Linked DNA regions of Gossypium hirsutum: region 1 is linked to region 2. The links are chromatin contacts, called in public Hi-C maps. All regions are on one chromosome and are shown on one strand. The core of a region is the stretch at or near the end of the contact, and the rest is flanking DNA. Distances in the headings are between cores, read along the strand shown.

What was found. A called contact is a pair of places that touch in the nucleus more often than the background predicts.
Region 1: a contact with region 2 is called in a Hi-C map of leaf, with 2.0 times the contacts expected there. The contact joins the promoter of LOC107898106 here to the enhancer-like site in region 2. A contact is called at or near these places in 2 of 34 Hi-C or Micro-C datasets (callus and leaf).

What each region holds. Positions count from the first base shown.
Region 1 is chrA11:43,931,368-43,936,461 of Gossypium_hirsutum_v2.1, forward strand. It overlaps LOC107898106 (ethylene-responsive transcription factor ERF060-like), which reads left to right and starts at 3,678. Exons shown (of 1, transcript NM_001326854.2): 1 at 3,678-5,094. The coding sequence starts at 4,085.
Region 2 is chrA11:43,820,413-43,825,677 of Gossypium_hirsutum_v2.1, forward strand. No RefSeq gene overlaps it. Among protein-coding and RNA genes, the nearest start is that of LOC107958993, 12 kb to the left of the region's middle. Within about 2 kb of position 2,544, at least 3 of the 9 cell types and tissues checked have an H3K27ac peak or open chromatin away from gene starts, as enhancers often do. A contact at or near this core is called in leaf, where this site is marked.

The DNA of each region.
Region 1 (5,094 bases), core at 2,428-4,927, 110 kb after region 2:
TTTGAGTATCATATAAATATTTTCATTCTGTTTGAAGGGCTATTTGGAAAACTTTAATTGTTCTCTTTTTTCTTTTAAATTATCATTTCACTCTATATAAGAGAAAAGAATTATTATAATCACTATTGTAATAGTGATTATTATACCCATACTAGTCCATAAAAGACCATGCTCACAATCATTGTTATAACTTTATCCTTTTTAAGATTGATTATGTAATGCTACATTCACCTTAGGGAATGAAGTAGATCTAATGAGACATTTTTTTTCATTATCATAATTTTCTTTCAAAAACTAATCCATAATTTTAAAGAATCTTTTACATGTTTTTTTACAAAAATTCATGATTAGTATCATTATACAGTTTTGAAGCATGTATAGATCTGAACTCTGAACTAATCATTGCATATAATACACATTTACAATAGATAAGAAGATATAAGAACAATCATATAATTTAATCAAAATTAAAACTAAACCAACAAATTCTATTAAAAAAAGAACAAATATATATATATATATATCTCCACATAGAAAGCTCAACAATTAAACTCGAGAAGGAATTTATAAATTCATAGATATGCAAATAGAGAAATATATAAATTGAATTTCTTAATAGAAATCAAAATAATTTTTTTAAAAAAAATGATTAGACTTGCTTAGGTAATTGTGGATGGGAAGTAGAGACTATGAGCATTCTTTGCAATGAAGAGAAAATGATCAACCCCAAGCAAATCTCGAGTAGCCACTTATGATATTTTAATCAAACAATTAAATTTCAATACTTGGAGCCCAACAAAATTTTGACATAAACTAAGGACTTATCACTTTTGAATAAAATCGTACTGGTAACGTGTTATAAAAATAATAATGTAAAGAACACAAGAATAATAGACGAGTATAAGGGGATTTCTATTGCATTTCTCTTCTTTTTCATCCACATTACAAGTAGTATACTCTTGTATATATATATATATAGGGAGATTAGACTCTTCATTCTCTAATACATAAATAGGAAATGAGTTGCAAGGAGATTAAATGTGAAGAATTAAGGAAAATGAAAGGGGAAAGGTTGAACATCCATATTTAATAGTATTCATAACATAGACATGTTAATTTTAATTGTTTTATTTAAAAACTATATAAAAATATAAGAAGACAAAAAAAATAATAATCATTTAATAAAAATATATATTAATTATATCTTAACTAAGTTGGTAGTCAATTAACTCGTAACATTTATTTAATTAGAGATTTTATTAATAGTATAAATATTAAATTTCGTACTATATTTTATAATTATAAGAATATATCCTTCTCATATCGAGAGCAAATTACCAAAAATAATAAATTTATTTGCCAAGATAATCTCGTATAAAAGGATTTTTTTTTTGCTTGGTAACCATACTAGATTTTGGAGGTGATTCTGGCCTTATATTGAAAAATAATAATATATTTCATCAAACTTTAAACTTTGTCATCACTTCATTTTCTCCGCAAACTGTCCTATACATCATTAAAAGTTACATTAATAATAAAATTTGGCTTAAAGCCATTGGTGGAGATGTAATCAAGGTCAAAATGGCATTGGCACTTGAAAGTTCTAGTGGGAATTCAGTTCAAGACAAATAAAGAAGTCACTGCACCAGTGCTACTAACATTATGGGTTTATAAATTGAATTATTACCTAATTAATTTTCTAATAATCTTATTATGTGAATGACAATTATCATGGATTTACTTCAGTACCATCACGATTATATGTTTTTAAGCTCAATAGATGAGGTGACTTTTAATTTTCATTTCCTTTCTTATCATTATTTTATCTCGTAATAATAGAGTTGGAATATGAGTTCAAATACGAGAAGTATGTGTTTTAAATAAATAAATTTTATTGCTTTAGTTCTTCTATCTATTAATTCATAATATATTTAAAAATTCTTAATTGAATTAGTCTTACAAATTTAATTAGAAAAATTATAAAATATCTTTTCATATTTAAAATAATTTATATTAATATAAGAGTGTTTTTACTTTTTTTTTTAATAAAACTAACAAAATATTTTACATTTAGATAGGTCTGAATCCATACAACACATTTATAAAAAGTTCAACTCTATCACTTTAACTAAAATAGTATTATTATTATGTACATTTTTATATTATTATGCAAATTTTTTCGTCCACATCCTTTATTTCACTATAAACCGAAAATCAACTTAATTATGAATTTATTAAAAGAAAATTACTTTTTCGAAGAATGGAAATATTTATTTTTGGATACTTATGTCTTTATTTTGATAGATCTATAAAAATATATACATGTATCAAAATTCAAATTCATATCATCTTAATATTCACTCTCTCCATTTTACCATTTCAACCAAAGTCAATATTTAATTTTTATGTAAATTTTTAAATTAATATATTATATAATTGTTTTTACTAACATTATAAATGTATCATAATCTAGTTATATTTTAAGAGATTAAATAATCACTTAAATGGATTTTTATTAATATTGTTAACAATTTTATACAAATATGAAAACATTGATCTTATAATATGAAAATAAAACTATAATTATCTCAGTTCCCACTAAACATTGTAAAATATATAAAAAGTAAAAATAAATTTAGTTCTTAAGGTTTATATTTTTTTTTTATCAATTTAGCCTTTATTCTTTCTCTTTTTAACTAAATTTGGCTGTATGTAACGGTAACAAATAATTTAATAATTATAAAAAACTCAAAAAATATATAATAAAATAACTCAAAATTCTAAAAAAAATGTTCATAATAATTTAAAAAATTAGTATAAAATATACGTGGATTGCTATACAAGTTATGTCTAAAAATATAACATTTTAGTCAATATTTTCGTTAAAAAAATAATAATTTGAGTATTTTTAAAAGATTAATGATCACATTCAACTCTTTTAAAAGATTAAAAACTAAATTTAATTCAAAAAAAATAAATAATAATCAAAATGACAAAAAATATAAACATTAAAAATTAAAATTTTCATTATACCATAATAAAATTACTAACTTCATATTATAAAACTTATAATAATTTATTTTTACATATATAAAACTGTGATTTGAAATTCTCATTAGACATATATTTCATACTATTTTAAATTGTGTTTTCTTTTTGTGTAAATTTATTTTGTGTCACTTGATCGCACCTAATATTGTATAGAAAACTTGTAAAAAAAAAATTAGAGACCGTGTAGCCACCGTTTCAGAGCATCTAAAAGGTGCGGACCACAAAAGGCACCTATTTTGCTTTATGAATATGAAATTCCATCAGGCAGGTCAGCCTTTGCCGCCAATCAAACACAACAGGACAAAAAAGATGCATTAAACTGTAAAAGGCTAACCCCAGCACAGTCAACCAAATTTTCACCAATCATAGTAAGACACGTATAAAACTACCCTTCGCTGGCTGACACCTGCCGGTTAACGTTTCAAGTAAATGGCGAACCCCCATTGGAGCCCAGTAACTTCCTTTCCCCACCGAATAAAGGCATTGTTAGGCATCCTTGAAAGTTGACGAGAAGGAAGGTGATAAATTAATTTAATTAATTAATTAAAAAATCTAAAGGGATTTGAGAGAGAAGCACATGGGTAGAGGGTTATATAAATAGAGATAAGGTGACCCTGGAAATGCATGAGAGTAAAACACCAAGGTGAGGCCACTCCAGAAAATAAAATAAAAAATTGAGAGTTTTCAGAATTTTCAACACTGTTCGAGCATTTTCAGATTTCTTCTTAATCCCCCCCTTTTCTGTAACTCCCCGCTTCTCTGAATCCCTTTCTGTAATCGTCTGTCTTTCAAGCCGAAAAAGTTTCTGTCAAGAACAAACCTAAACTATCATAGCAGGTGTTTTTGGTTTTTCTGAAAGCCAGGTGATCCCAGAATAGAGATCCAGATTTTTTTTTTGTTTTGTTTTTTATTATTTATTATCATCAGCTAAGAGGGTTTATTTTTGGTCCCTCAAGGTTGTTTTTTATTAATCAAACTAGTACCTGTTCTTTAGTTTTGGTTAAGATACAGGTTTTTTACCTAGTTATTGAATATGGCAGCAGCTATAGATATGTATAATAGCAATAGCAACAGTTCAGTTTTCTCAGATCCTTTTAGTGCGGAGTTGATGAAAGCGCTTGAACCTTTTATGAAAAGTGCTTCATCTACCTCTCCTTTATCTTCTTCTTCTTCTTATTCACAGTCTAACCTGTATCCTGAATTTTGCTCCCCATGGAGAACCCATTTGTGCTCAGAACAAGGGTTCTGTAACTATCAAAACTTGATGGGTTTTGAGCAAACAGGTTCAATTGGGCTAAACCAACTCACCCCTTCTCAAATCCTCCAAATCCAAGCTCAAATCTATCAACAGCAACAGCAGCAGCAGGAGGTTGCTTCCAAGTCTACGACCGCATCCCTAAAAAACCAAAGGTTCAACTTTCTTTCCCCAAAAGCTGTACCCATGAAACATGTGTCTTCCACCCCTCCAAAGCCTACCAAGCTGTACAGAGGGGTGAGACAGAGGCACTGGGGCAAATGGGTAGCTGAAATCAGACTCCCCAAGAACCGAACTCGCCTTTGGCTTGGCACTTTCGATACAGCAGAAGAAGCAGCTTTGGCTTATGACAAGGCTGCCTATAAGCTTAGAGGAGAGTTTGCCAGGCTCAACTTCCCCCACCTCAAGCACCAAGGAGCTCATATTTCTGGAGAATTTGGTGACTACAAGCCCCTCCATTCTGCAGTTGATGCAAAGCTACAAGCTATCTGCCAGAGCTTGCAGAAACAAGAGAATTCAGGAAAGGCCTGTTCTGTTCCCGATTCAAATCCCAAGGTTGAGTTTGATTACCCTGTGAAGCGTGAGGAGTTTGATCAGTCTCCAAGATTTGCTAGTCCTAAAGTTGAGATGAACTCGCTGTCATCATCATCATCCTCACCCTCATCCCCGGATTTATCCGATGAGTCATTGGCAGGATCTTCTTCACCAGAATCTGATATCACTTTCTTCGATTTCTCTGATTCAAAGTGGGATGACAACGAAATTTTCGGTTTGGAAAAGTACCCTTC
Region 2 (5,265 bases), core at 1,294-3,793:
ATAACATGTCAAATCTTATGAGACATAATTTAAAATGAAAATTTCAAATAAAAGAAACACGTCACTACATAACTTTTAAAAGTTAAAACTAAAATAAAGTAAAATCGCAAAAGGAGAGAGTGAACAATAAAACTTTTGTAAAAGTTTCGAAAATCTCAAAACTAAGATTTTTACAATTTTCATTTTAAACTATGCCACATGAGATTCGGCATCTCATTTAATTGCTAAATTAACAATTTTAATAACAAATTGACCTTATTGATATAACATTGATAGTTTGAAGATGTAATTAGAATGTTTAATGCATAATGCAATTAACTCCTAATACATCTATATATATATATTAATAGGAAGCCTTTGACTATGGGTGTGTTTGATAAAAACTTTGTTGAAAAAATCCCAAAAGATCATTTTTAATAGGGTAAACTATACTGGTAGCCACTCAACTATCATGTTGTTTTTTTTTGTCACTCAACTATGAAAAGTTACGAATCAGTCACGTAACTATTCATTTTTTTTCCTTTTTAGTCATATGTTGTTAAATGGTTAATGGAAAGATGACATGGCAACTTTTGAAATTGGCATTATAACAAATTTAATCCATAGTATTTACACATTGTGTCAATTTATTCTTAATTTTTGAAAATTTAGTGCTCAACGTTTATAAACTAGACAATCCTCAAATACCTTGCTTTCCTTATACTTCAAATGACTAAGAACTTGATATCTTCCAATGATAATTAATCCATTTTTTGTTAGCTTGAGCTAGCCATTGATGAAGCAAATCAAAGCTCTTTTTTTTTTAAAGTTGTTAGACTTACAATTAGATTAAATTAATGAAGTGGGTATTTTTTTTTAAAATTTTCAAGTAATTGAATTAGGTATCAGAATTTGGGTTGTTTTGTTTCTTGTTGTTGTTCATTTTTAAATTGAATAAAATGCAAGGACAATGTCAAAAAATGCTACAAAGAAAAATAAAATTGCAAAATGATCAAATTACACACTATTTAAGCGTTAAGGATTTAATTTATTTTAGAATCTACTAAATTAGCCGAATAAATAAATGTTGAAGGTTAAAATTGTTATTATGTCAATTTTAAAAGCTATCGTATTAAGTTTTTGTTAGCCATTTAACAACTGGTGACAAAAAAAAATTAAATAATTATATAAAATTTTATAATTTTTCATAATTGAGCTAAAAAAAGAAACTTACATAATAAGTGACTATAGTATAATTTTCTATTTTTATTATATTACAATATATTTATATATTTATTTATCTATATTAATATAATAACTTTAATTCAGCATCTAATTGTGCCACAATTTACTTGTGAAACATTCAAAGACTTTTTAAATAAATAAAATATTAATATAAAATATATGTGATTTTAAATAGTTTATATAAAGTTTTTGTAAAAAGAATTACTTAAAAAACATTATATCAATGTTTGATCTTAAGGTACCTGTAACTATAACTCAACCAATACTACAGTATAAATGATGTATCTAAAAACAATTGAAAAAGAAAAGCAGAAAGAGAGAGTAGAGTACGCGAATGCGAATGCAAATGCAAGGGCTGAAAGTTATGTCCACGTAAGAAACGACGTGTAAGCGCGTCAAAGTAGGTCCCATGCCTTACTTACGTACATACCCACATCCTTTCACATGATCCAACATTTAATTATTTCAATTTCAGTGGCTTTGGAAATTGGGAATTGAGGAATATAATATATATTTTCTTTTGAAAGAATTGAGGAATATAATATAATATAATATGGGATCTTTTTTTCGCTTCCTTTTTACGCAACTATTAACTCCTTTCATTTCTCAACGTTTTTACTGTTCATTTATTTCAACCTTATCCCTGCTTGCTTTACAATTCTTGAATCATGGTGTTTAGACGCTTTTTTATTTATTTATAATTTTAAAAATTTTGGTTACTCCAATTTATTTTTATTTAGGGTGGTATTTAAAAGCTTAAAATATGCGGTTTGTTTTTGTATTTTTTTAAATTTTAAAATTTAGTATTTTTATTTTTACTTTTAAAAATTTAATTTTTTTAGATTATTAATACTGTTAAAATTATTTTATTAAATTTATTGATATAATATTTTAAAATAAAAAATATTTAACAATTATGTAAAAGGCTATAAAATTTCTTTTATCAAATAAAATTTAAAAACTCAAATCTTAAAATTAATATAAAAAAAAAATTATAAAAAAAAGTTGAAAAATTCAATCAAAACTAACCGATCTCAACCCTAAATGAGATGCCCTTACTTTAGAAGGTAATAGTTTCCCTTCACCAAAATTAATTTAAAATATCTGTATAATATAAACCTATGGGTATCCCATCCAAAATATTCATGAGGCTGGAAGGAATAGATGCACTCATCGAAATGTGTGATGCAGCGAACTCAAGTCAGCCCTTTTTTATTCTTTTATATATTTTAGTTTTAAAATTGTGTATAAAACCAACCTTTGAGATATGTGAAGAATCCAATGCTTATATTTTGGCTTTCCTCCAAAATAATTCCCAACAATCTTTTCTCAAAAGTTCTCTCTCAACCTGGCGCCGCAATTGACGTTATCTTCACCTATCCCTATCTCTATCCTGTTGGCTACCTGTATTTCGTCATCGCCAATGATTTCACCTATAAATAATATTAAAATGTAAAAAAATTATGAGGTCTAAATTTTTTATATTTAAGTTACATCTTGAATTTATAACGATTTTTATATTAAGATCTGATTTTTTTTTATCTAAATTAAGTTTTAAATTGGATAAATTTTTCATATATTAGGATTGTAAAGTTTACACCTTAACGGAAACTATTGTTAAATTTAGATTTAACTTTGATAAAAAAATTCAAGCTCCAATGTAAAAAATATTGTTTAAGTTCAAGCTTTAATATAAAAACATCAGAATTTAATTTAGACAAAAAAATATTTAAATCTTTATGTGAAAAAAGTTGTCAAATTTAAATTCTAAATAATGATTTTAACCCAAATCAAACGTGGTTGCGATAATAAAGTTGAGATTTTTTTACATATTAATGATATAGATTTAGATCTTATCATTTATAATATTTCATTGATTTAATTTAAAATGTTAAAAAATAAAAATACTCTTATAAAATATACTTTATTTCAAATATGTAAAAGTAGTTTAATAAATTTTTTAATAAATTTAATATTTAATTAACTTGTAATATTACTCGATCAACAATTTAGATAATTATATAAATGATGTTGGTATATGTATGATTTTAGTGTATATTTAATCTATATTAAAAATATAAAAAAAATACATAAAACGTTGAAGGAATAAAATAGTAATTATCGAAGATGGTAGATTCGGAATGAAGTATTCGTTCACCAAACCTATTCTGCTCCACCACTTTTATCAACCTTTAATGAAGTCCTAAATCAATGAATTTAATGTGAAATTCATGAAGTGAATCAAGTAATTCTCTCGGTTTAGTTTTATAATATTATAAAATCTCAACATATCATCTTAATTAAAACAATAGAAAAAATGAAATATCAATATTATGAAAAATATACCACTTAAACAGCTTTGTGTTTTTTTGGTAACAAGATGTAAAAAGCATCAATTATCAGCAAATAATAGGGTCAGAGTTATGTAACAAGATAGTTTTTGTCTATTTGATCATTAATCAATACAAGGGTAACATGAAAAATTCTCACACTAATGAGAAAACCTTTCATCAAATCAGCTAAAGAGTCCGTAGCAAAATTCACCTTATTAGGTACTTAATGAGTACTCTGTACTCATGATTACGTAGCTCTTGGATCCACCAGATCAAATCTCTATTTGAATGTCCTCTACAATTTCCATTAACCCCTTTGATAGATAGAGCAGTCTCAATAACAACATTTACCCATTTAGTCTCCCAAGCTAATTATAGGGAATTGAGATATTTTTAGGGCTGGGTTCATTTTAGTTCGATTGAATCTTTTATTATAATCGATTCTTTTCTCCATTTTTTTATTAATTTTGAGTTATAAGTTTTTAGATTTATTTTAACAAAAAATGATTTATTTATGGCTTTTGGACCTTATTAATAAAATTTAAAAGTCTTTTTTTATAAATATTTCTAAAAACAATTTTCAAATAAATAAAATTAATTAATAACTCGTACATGTTTTCTTTAAATGTTTTTATTTAAAATTTTTAAGTAGGTATTTTTTATTTACCTTGCTCAACCTTAACTTTTATAACATAAAACTACTTACATTTTATAAATTAAAATTACTTGAAAGTTATATTTTCACCCACATAATAACTTTCTCAAATTTTAATATTTATAATACTAGAAATCTTATCACACGCATATGCGTGTAAAAACTACATATTTAGAATAATTTGTATTTCAAAATAACATACAATAAATAATAAAATGTAAGGATTGAAACTAATAATAATAACAACATATATGGAATATGTATGAAATAAAATTAAAAATAGTTTAACTTATGAGTAAAAAAATTTGAAATAGGTAAATACATCATATTAAGAATATTAAATGCACTCCAATTATTTACCATGGTATTTTCATTCTTCTATAGCACGTCAAAAAGTTATTAAGTTGATGAAAAAATTTCAATATTAAAATATTATTTTTAAAATATTAAATATCGAGTTGACTTATCACACTAATGCAATCAGTAACATTATCGATAAGATACACAAATTTGGTGAGAGAAAACATTTTATATTAAAAGTTATTTTTTTTAAGTTTACTCAAAAATTTGTTTATAAATCTATTAAACACAGCTTCAATCTCTAGACATGTTAATTTTAGTTCTTTTATTTCAAGACTATATTTAAGTTAAGGGTTTTATTAATAGTAAGTATACATTCACAAATTTGGTGAGAGAAAACATTTTATGTTAAAAATTAATTTTTTAAGTTTACTCAAGAATTATTATTGGTGTAGTGTAAATAATTTGTTTATAAATTCATTAAACACAAATTCAATTTGTAGATTGTTATAAAATGATAATAATGTAAAGAACACAAGAATAATATATGAGAATAAGGGGGATTTCTGTTGCATTTCTCTTCTTTCGATGAAGAGTTCAGGAAGATGAAAGGTGAAAGGTTGAACATCCGCTTAATAGCATTCATAACACTCCCCCTATAATGTCTCAAAAACCAAGTTAGAAGAAATTGAGTTAGTGAAACCAGAGTGGTTGCGTCCTGAGTTTGAGTTAAGACTGTGAAATTATGACAAG